Linked DNA regions of Sus scrofa: region 1 is linked to region 2. A link is a contact called in public Hi-C data. All regions are on one chromosome and are shown on one strand. Each heading gives the region's core, a stretch centred on a gene start, on an enhancer-like site or on the middle of the called end of the contact. The rest is flanking DNA. Distances are from core to core; before and after follow the strand shown. Region 1 overlaps CACNB2 (voltage-dependent L-type calcium channel subunit beta-2). Region 2 overlaps CACNB2 (voltage-dependent L-type calcium channel subunit beta-2).

What was found. A called contact is a pair of places that touch in the nucleus more often than the background predicts.
Region 1: a Hi-C map of heart right ventricle shows a contact between it and region 2, with 2.9 times the contacts expected there. The contact joins two enhancer-like sites. A contact is called at or near these places in 2 of 47 Hi-C or Micro-C datasets (fetal heart ventricle and heart right ventricle).

What each region holds. Positions count from the first base shown.
Region 1 is chr10:44,788,558-44,793,536 of Sscrofa11.1, forward strand. All of the region lies in intron 4 of CACNB2 (voltage-dependent L-type calcium channel subunit beta-2), which reads left to right. Among named protein-coding and RNA genes, the nearest start is that of RSU1, 290 kb to the right of the region's middle. Within about 2 kb of position 3,459, at least 2 of the 83 cell types and tissues checked have an H3K27ac peak or open chromatin away from gene starts, as enhancers often do.
Region 2 is chr10:44,658,241-44,663,296 of Sscrofa11.1, forward strand. All of the region lies in intron 3 of CACNB2 (voltage-dependent L-type calcium channel subunit beta-2), which reads left to right. Among named protein-coding and RNA genes, the nearest start is that of CACNB2, 340 kb to the left of the region's middle. Within about 2 kb of position 1,706, at least 4 of the 83 cell types and tissues checked have an H3K27ac peak or open chromatin away from gene starts, as enhancers often do.

The DNA.
Region 1 (4,979 bases), core at 2,209-4,708, 130 kb after region 2:
AGAGAAATAAGGAGAGTTAATTCGTATTTTACCTCCTTCCTTGTAGCTCTCAAAGTATTAACATTAAGCAGTTTGGGAAGAACTGGAAACAGTCTTCCAGCCTGATGTGCTGAATTTACGTTTAGAGTTTTCATCTCAATGATGAGTTCTCAGAGGTTAGGTCAAGGTTAGTTCCGAGGGAAGACTTGCCCAACTTCATTGCTTAACAGGATCTGTGCAGTCACAACTCTTATGTTTAAGGAGGACTGTTTTTGGTTGGTTGGTTGGTTGGTTGGTTGGGTTTTTTTTTTTTTTTTGTCTTTTTAGGGCCTCACCCTTGACATATAATCAGAGCTACAGATGCCAGCCTACACCACAGCCACAGCAACACCAGATCTGAGCCTTGTCTGTGACCTGCACCACAGCTCATGGCAACGCCAGGTCCTTAACCCACTGAGTGAGGCCAGGGATCGAACCTGCGTCCTCATGGATACTAGTCAGATTTGTTTCCACTGAGCCACAATGGGAACTCCTGGTTTTTTTGTTGCTGTTGTTGTTTTTCAATATCTGTAGGAATATTTCAGATTCTGCATCTCTTTCTCCTGCGGGAGTTTCTGATGTACACAAGTGTGGGGGTTGCATTCAGGCACTATTCCAGGTAGAATTCTCCTCTAGCCAGAAGCCCTCTCCTGAGAACAGATCCCAGGGGTTGTTTTATTTCTCAAGCCCAGTGTTTCCTCTCTAATTACCCTCATTTCTGTGGACTGCCATTGTCAGGATGCTGGGCATTGTCTAGCCGTATCTTCTGACCTTAATCTAGAATGATTTCGTTGCTCTGGATATAACACTCTATGGATTGACCTGTTTTTGTTATTTGTTTTCTTTTACAGCCGCCCCCACAGCACATGGTAGCTCCTGGGCCAGGGCTCGAATTTGAACCGAAGCTGTGACTTATGCCACAGCTTCAGCAGCCCCAGATCCTTAACCCACTCTGCCGGGCCAGGTTCTGAACCGGTGCTTCCAGAGAGACAAGCTGGATCATTAACCTACTGCGCCACAGCAGGAACTCCCCTGGATTTGACCCAGTTTAAAATTTAACTTGCATGTTTGATAGCATTCCCCCTTTCAAGTTCCCTTTGAATCCAGCATCCATGTTTTTCCCCTGGATTCTATTAGGAAAACTGTGTATTTTTCAGACTGTATGTTCTTTGTTTTAAGCATATGATCAAAATCTCTATTTTGGGAGTTCCCATTGTGGCTCAGCGGGTTAAGAACACGATGAATACCCATGAGGTGGCAGGTCCTGCTCAGTGGGTTAAGGATCCTGCATTGCTGTGAGCTGTGGTATAGGTCACAGATTTGCAGCTCAGATCTAGCATTGCCATGGCTGTGGCATAGGCCTGCAGCTGTACATCCGATCTGACCCAGGGCCTGGGAACTTCCGTATGCCTCAGGTGCGGCCGTAAAAAGAAAAAAAACTCGTGTCTTGGGGGGCCATTATGCTTCACCACGTCTGCCTCAAATTAACACCTGCAGCTGTGGATACTAAAATGTCATACTGATGCTATCAAGTAGATCCATGGCCATTTGCCCCCCTACCCCCAACTTGGCTCTGTTTTTTTTCCTCGGAAATGTCGCTGACTTCCAGAATAGTTCTGGAGAAAAGAAGCAGCCAGGATCATCCAGCTGGACATGTACTCCTCACACAGTATGGTTGGGAAATGCCAATAGCACTAGTCTAGCGCAGGCCATCCCAGGAAGGAGCTCAGGCATAGCTGTCTCAGGCAGCTGAACTCTCCCTGGAGTGCTAGAGAGAGGGCTGGAGTTTCTTTTCTTTTTTATTTCCATCTGAGACAGTCATTTATTCAAGAAAGAGACATCTCTCCGCCCTCCCCAGTCAAAAACTCAACCAGCAGTTGCTTTGTGGCTCAGTGGGCTAAGAACCCAACATAGTGTCCTCGAGGATGCGCGTTCAATCCCTGGCCTCGACCAGTGGATTAAGGACCCAGTGTTCCTGTAAGCTGAAGTGTAGGTTGCAGTCACGACTCAGATTGGGTGGTGCCGTGGCAGTGGTGTAGGTCACGGCTGCAGCTCTAATTCGACCCCCAGCCCATGAACTTCCATATGCCTCAGGCAGGTGTTAAAAAAAAAAAAAAAAAAAGGTATAATGAGAGAAAATTGGCAGCCTCTGTGTTTAAACAGGGGCAGTAGGAATGAGAGAGGAGGGGATACATTAAAAAAGAGAGATGTATTTAGAAAGTAGGGCAGACAGTAAAGCCAGTGGGTGGTGGGAAAGAACTAAGCGAAGCAGTCCAGGTTCGGGTGCTGTTTAAGAAAATGGGGAAGGGCCTTGACTAGGTGACTTGATCCTTGGACATGCTGAGCTGTGGATAAGCAGATGGACATCCTTGCAGGCACTTGGATATAAGACAACCAGAACCAAGCTTTCAGGGTTAAATGAATGGATGTGGGAGTCATCCATTGTAGCTTGAACCTGAAGCCCTGGAAGTGGATGAACCCACAGGGGGTGGGGGTGGGGTGTATAGATGAGAAAATAACAGTGTCACTCTCGCTTCTGAGCCTCTGGTTGACTCTTCCTGTCTCGCTGCTGTTTCTTCTTTCAAACTCAAGTCCTTCTGTCTCCAGGAGAACTTACTGAAGTCGTACTGATTGTACAATGTTGTGTTAATTTCTGCTGCACAGCAAAGTGACTCAGTAATACACACATACTCGTTTTCTTTTCTTCTGTCTCCTCTCTTCCCCGCCGCCCATCCCTTCCATTTCCCCCTGGCTGCCCCCTCCATGAAACACAGTGTCCCCAGGGGGAGAGGGATGGATTGGAGGTTTGGGATTGGCATATGCACACTCTTGTCTATGGGATGGATGGTCCACAGGGACCTGTATAGCACAGGGAACTCGACTCAGTATCCTCTGATAACCTATTTGGGAATGGACCTGTGTGTATGTGCGACAGAATCACTTTGCCGTACAGCAGAAATTAACATGACATTGTAAACCAACTCTGCTTCAATTAAAAAAAAATGTTTGATAGGTGAATTTTTTAAAAAAAGGAAAAAGAAACAGTGCCCATGTTCCTTTGCAGGCCTGCCAGTCGCAAAGATGAGCACGTGTGTCCCCTTTCTTTGTGAGGGTTTTGTGGCTGAGCTTTGTGGCACGTAGCAATCTTCAGTTATCTAGACCTAGCACGAGAGTGACAGCACTTGACCAACAAATACAGCTGCACCTCCTTACCCTGGGGGTGACTTATCTGACATTCTGGTTATGGTGCACAGAGCCAAGACTCTCGAAGCAGCAAACAGAACCTTTCAGCCATCAAAGTCATTGTAACATCTAGGCACTAACGCTGGGATCTGTTTTCTCCTCTCTGATCTAAGCTCTGATGTGCGTGGTTTTCTGAGTACAGCTGCTAATTTTTGAATTGTATGCAAGTGCCCACATAGAAGGTTCTATCCTGGAGTTTTGGCAGAAGGAAGACTATCAGATTCCTTTGTAGCCCCAGAATTGGATCCTCCGTCATGGCTCTTAGCAGTTGCTGAAGGAAGAAGCGACTCTTTTCCTGCACGGGACGTCACCGTCTTGATCTACAAAGTCTGATTTGCTGGTGGTGGGACAAATTCTAGAGCAATAACTTTTTTATTGAAATATGGTTGATGTACAGTGTTGCGTCAGTTTCTGCTGCACAGCACAGTGACTCAGTTATGTATTCGTTTTTTCATATTCTTTTCCATGATGATTTTTCATTGGATTTTTTTTTATTGTTATTTCCCCAATACGATTTCTTTTTCTACTCTACAGCCTGGTGACCCAATTACACATACATGTACACATTCTTTTTTCTCACATGATCATGCTCCATCATAAGTGACTAGACGTAGTTCTCAGCGCTACACAGCAGGATCTCATTGCTAATCCATTCCAAAAGCTAGAGTCTGCATGCATTAACCCCGAGCTCCCAATCCATCTCACTCCCTCCCCCTCCCCCTGGCAACCACAAGTCTATTTTCCAAGTCCATAATATTCTTTTCTGTGGAAAGGTTCCTTTGTGCTGTATATTAGATACCAGATATAAGTGATATCATATGGTATTTGTCTTTCTCTTTCTCTTTCTTTTCTTTTTTTTTTTTTTTTTTTGTCTTTTGTCTTTTTGTCTTTTTTTTGTTGTTGTTGTCGTTGCTATTTCTTGGGCCACTCCCGCGGCATATGGAGGTTCCCAGGCTAGGGGTTGAATCGGAGCTGTAGCCACCGGCCTATGCCAGAGCCACAGCAACTCGGGATCCGAGCCGCGTCTGCAACCTACACCACAGCTCACGGCAATGCCGGATCGTTAACCCACTGAGCAAGGGCAGGGACCGAACCCGCAACCTCATGGTTCCTAGTCGGATTCGTTAACCACTGCGCCACGACGGGATCTCCTGTCTTTCTCTTTCTGACTTACTTCACTCAGTATGAGAGTCTCTAGTTCCATCCATGTTGCTGCAGATGGCATTATTTTATTCTTTTTTATGGCTGAGTAGTATTCCATTGTGTGTTCGTGTGTGTGTGTGTGTGTGTGTGTGTGTGTGTGTGTGTGTGTCACATCTTCCTAATCCATTTGTCTGTCAATGGACATTTGGGTTGTTTCCATGTCTTGGCTGTTGTGAATAGAGCTGCAGTGAACACGTGGGTGCATGTGTCTTTCTTAAGGAATGTTTTGTCTGGATATATGCCCAAGAGTGGGGTTGCTGGGTCATATGGTAGTTCTATATTTAATTTTCTGAAGTACCTCCATACTGTTCTCCACAGTGGTTGTACCAGCTCACATTCCCACCAACAGTGCGGGAGGGTTCCCTTTTCTCCACACCCCCTCCAACTATTGTTATTTGTGGACTTATTAATGATGGCCATTCTGACTGGTGTGAAGTGCTATCTCATGGTGGTTTTGATTTGTATTTTTCTAATAATCAGGGATGTTGAGCATTGTTTCATGTGCTTGTTGGCCA
Region 2 (5,056 bases), core at 456-2,955:
TGGAGATGCCAGAATGATTGATTTCAACTTGACCCCATAAAACAATCTGTTTGTAGAAAGAAAAATATTCTGCAAGCGCAAAGAGATTTGCAAAGTTATTTTTATTGTTAAAGTCAAAAAAACTTGAAAGAGAGTTTTCCATGTCAAAGTAATTAATTAGAAGTTATTAGTATTAGGAGTTCTCATTGTGGCTTGGTGGGGTAAGGACCTGACGGCTCTGTGAGGACGTGGGTTCAATCCCTGGCCTCACTCAGTGAGTTAAGGATCCTGCGTTGCTACAGCCTTCGGCATTGTTTGCAGATGTGGTTCGGATCCGGTGTTGCAGTGGCCTGGGCATAGGCCTCAGCGGCAGCTCCACTTCTACCCCTTAGCCTGGGAATGTCCATATGCCACAGACGGGCTGTAAAAAGAGGAGGAAAAAAGTTATCAGGGTTAAAAAATAGAAGAAATATCAAAGGAAATGTGTGTAGGAACATTCCAGAATTTCGCTGCTTTTAGTCAAATATTTTTATTCTGGCAAATTATATCCCATTCCTTTTCTACAAGCATATGTATTTTTAGAGTGGTAACTGTAGTGCACAGATTATTCAAGAGTCTGCCTTTTTCGATATTTTGAAATCACTTTTTCGTCACAGAATGATATAGCATGGTGTGGAGTTACCATAGTTTTTCCAAATAGACTGGTCATTTATTGTTAGACTTTTAATTAATTCCATAATTTTGTTTTTAATGGATAAATAAATCTGTCATAACAACTTTGAGCATATGGTTTTATGCTCTGTTAAGTAATTTATTTGAGATAAATTCTCAGACTTGGAATTATTTGGGCAGTGAGTGGGTTTGAATGTTCTTATGTCTCTGTCTATGTCTTTCCATCATTCTTTTCAAAATGATTATACCAGTTGATGATGCCAACATAATATTATTAATATGCTAATTTTGTCATAAGACATCCCATGTTAGGTGTTAATAATTGCCTGAAAATGTAGATAATTACCCAGCATCACTTTAATTTCTGTTTAGTAGATTATTCTACTGAAATTTATCTGAAATTTATATATTCTTTGTAACGCTGTAAATTATTTTATTAGATTTCCTGTGTTTAGATTCCAGCATTAATTTTATTTATTAGGTGGTCAAAGTACCTCTTTAGAGAATAAACTATTAGTTTTCCCCTACTCAGTCTCACCTATCAAAATATTTCCTTTCAGAGTTCCCGTTGTGGCTCGGCAGGTTAAGAACCCAACATAGTGTCCATGACAATGCTGGTTCGATCCCTGGCCTCACTCAGTGGGTTAAGCATCTGGTGTTGCTGTGAGCTGTGATGCATTTCAGATTTGGCGTTGCCATGGCTGTGGCATAGGTCCCAGTGGCAGCTCCATTTCAGCCCCTAGCCTTCCATATACCTCAGGTGCAGCCCTAAAAAGAATTAAAAAAAAAAAAAATCAGAGCTGTCACAGCTCTAAAGGGACCCAGCACCTCATAGCATAGCTTCCTATGTGACTCTCCCTTCCAGTGGGCATTTAGGGCCTGTCTCTCCATCTCCCCTAGGATAGGAGAACTGGAATTTTCCATTCTTTTTCTCGATAAAAGATCTGCCATCATGTCGACCACAATATAATGGGATATCCTTCTTTAAATCCTGATCCAGTTGTATAGCAGTTTTCTTACCTATTCGTGGCATTTTAGGCAACAGGAAAGGAAGAAATCTGGCTTCTGCAATCACATCTAAGATCCTTCTCCTGCAAGCAGCATGTAAAATAGATCTGCCACAGGAGCTCCCACTGTGGTGCAAGGGGATCGTGGCATCTTGGGAGCCCCAGGATGGTTTGATCCCTAGCCCGGCACAGTGGGCTAAGGGGCCGGCGTTGCTGCATCTGTGGCTTAGGTTAGGACTGGGGCTCGGATCTGATTCCTGGCCCGGGAGCTCCATATGTTGCGGGGTAGCTTAAAAAAAAGGGGGGGGGGAGAAAAAAAATAGATCTGCCACAGTCCTCACCCTCTGATGCCAGTGTCCCCTCCCCTCAAAGTGGATTCTCTTCCACCCTGGCAGCCTAATCCTCTTAGTTATCACACAGAGAGAATGGCTTTGATTTGAGAATAGGAGGGGCAGAGCTCACTGCTCCGGAAGGAGAACAAGATTTTATTCCTGATTGTAGCTCTGGTTTCTTTGTTTGGGAGCAGTTGATTAACATCTCTCAGCTTGCTTGATCACCTGTAAAATGAAAGCAATCATTCTTATCTCTCTCTTGCTCTATATGGAAGCCTCTTAAGGCCCTCAGGGGTGATGCAAAATTCTTAAAGCATCTCAGAACAGCTGGTGCTGGTCTTGTCTTTCGTTTGAAGCCCGAGCAGTTGCTTGAAGAATGTACTTTCAGTATCACTAGGCATTCAGTCAAGTCTTTTAACATCGGGTCTTTCTTTTCTGGGGCTTTACATTTTTCTTTTCCTTTTTGAAAATTGTTTATTGAAGGATGCTTGATTTACAGCGTTGTGACAATTTCTGCTGTACATTCTGTCGTTTTTTTCTTTTCGGGCCTCGCCTGTCTTGGCACCAGCATAGGTGTTTCTGCAGCATGAAACCCGATCCTTCCTGCTGGATCCAGGCTCATGTCCATTTTCTTGACTTAGCCGAATAAACTTTAATGTTCACTGAAAACATGTACCTTCCTGGAACCTTTCAAGGCCAAGTTCTACATATGCATGTTCTCTCCTTCCGTCACAGCTCTGCTACCAAGTTGTGAGAATGCACTTTCATGGTGGGCTGTGAAAAATGAATGCTAACCTGGAGTTCCCATCCTGGCCCAGTGGTTAACGAATCTGACTAGGAACCATGAGGTTGCGGGTTCGATCCCTGGCCTTGCTCAGTGGGTTAATGGTCCAGCGTTGCTGTGAGCTGTGGTGTAGGTCCCAGACACGGCTCAGATCCCACGTTGCTGTGGCTGTGGTGTAGGCTGGTGGCTACAGCTCCGATTCGACCCCTAGCCTGGGAACCTCCATAGGCCGAGGGAGCAGCCCAAGAAATGGCAAAAAGTCAAAAAGTCAAAAAAAAAAAAGAATGCTTACTTGAGGTTTGGGCGTTTTTAATTTTTCTATTTTTCATTTGTGGCTGCCAAGCATTGAACCTGAGCAATGGCAGTAACAATGCCAAGTCCTTTACGCTAGGCCACCAGGGAACTCCTGGGTAATTTTTAAAAGACTCGATTATAAGAAGTGGCCTCATAAAACTGAGCCAAGTATTAATAACCTGCATGTGATATGTATTGGGCATACCCAGGTGAAATTAAATGTAGTCTCTATTTTAGGGAAATTATTTATTCGGATAATATAACAAGATAGCATATATATATATACCACTGTGCAAAAATTGAACAATAAACATGACTTTCTAGATTATGGGCAGCACAAATGTTTAGAGAATTCTCAGGGTAAAGGACTGGTTGAAAATGCAGAAGTTATGGAATTCAGTTCATCTTGATAACAAAGAATAGATTGGTCAACCATCTCTTTAATAAGATTTAGTTGAATTATGTAGGTTTTTCAATGTAGCTAGAATGTGGAGGTGATTATGTGGCTGAATTTGAGCTCAGTAAAAGTTTGTATTTTATTTTATTTTATTTTATTTTTTGTCTTTTGTCTTTTTAGAGTCGCACCCATGGCATATGGACGTTCCCAGGCTAGTAGTCGAATCTGAGCCAGCCTCCGCCACAGCCATAGCAACACAGGATCCGAGCTGCATCTGCATCCTGCACCACAGCTCACAGCAACACCGGATCCTTAACCCACTGCGCAAGGAGTCAGGTTCGTTCTCCACTGAGCCACAACGGGAACTCCTGAAAGTCTGAATTTCAAAGAGATCTCCAGGAGTTCCCTAGTGGCACAGTGGCTTAAGGACTCAGTATTGTCCCTGCTGAAGCTCGGGACAGGTTCAATCCCTGGCCTGGGAACTTCCATATGCTGGAGACAAGGCCAAAAAAAAAGTAAATAAAGAGATCTCCAAACTATTCCCTCTGCTTTGTATTTCATATGAAGGGTGGGAATTCACAGGCCATTGTAGAATGTGTGATAGGGGAGTTCCTATCATGGCTCAGCGGTAACGAGCCTGACTAGTATCCATGAGGACACAGGTTCGATCCCTGGTCTCACTCAGGTTAAGAATCCAGTGTTGCTGTGAGCTATGGTGTAGCCGGCAGGTGTAGCTCCGATTTGACCCCTGGTGTGGGAACTTCCACACCCTAAAAAAAAGAAAGAAAGAAAGTGTGATAGGATTCAGAATTCCCATAAGAGCCATCACTTTGCTTCTGCATAACTTTTGAGAGAGGTGATACCATAGCTGGAACAACTCACGGTAGGGACGTTGAAAGGTATTTGTTTAAAGAGACCCAAAAAGACCCGTTGTTATGGAGCTCCGTGTTAATCAGAGATCCTAAGAGACAGTTTGTGTGGATCACAAAGGTTCTTCAATTCTAAGTATCTGCTTTGGGGATGGGAAAACATATATTTGTTTAATTTCTACAGCTGAGGGACAGGACCTGCCTTCTCTGGGACTGTTTTTCATTCTGGCAGCCTAAATCGTGCACTCATAATGCTGGCAAAGTTGAAGACATTATGCTGGGGCACACCCACCAGTCCCCAAAGGGCAAATACAGTACGATCTCCTTTCTGTGAGGTACCTGGCGTCATCGACCTCGCAGAGAGAAAAAGTGTAACAGTGGTTGCCAGGGAAATGGGGGCGGGGGTGAGCGTGTAAGGGGGACGGAGTTTCCGTTTGGGGTGATGAAAAAGTTCCAGAGATGGGTGGTGGTGACAGTTGCCTAACAGTATGAAGGTCCTTAATGCCACTGAACCACGCACTTTAAACTGGCTAAAATGGGTTCCCGCTGTGGTGCAATGGGTTAAGAATCCGGCTACAGCAGCTCAGGTCACTGCAGAGGTGCAGGTTCAATCCCCGGCCCAGCACAGTGGGTTAAAGGATCCGGCGTTGCTGAAGCTGTGGTTAGGATTCAATCCCTGGCCCAGGGAACTCGCATATGCCATGGGTGCGGCCATTAAAAAA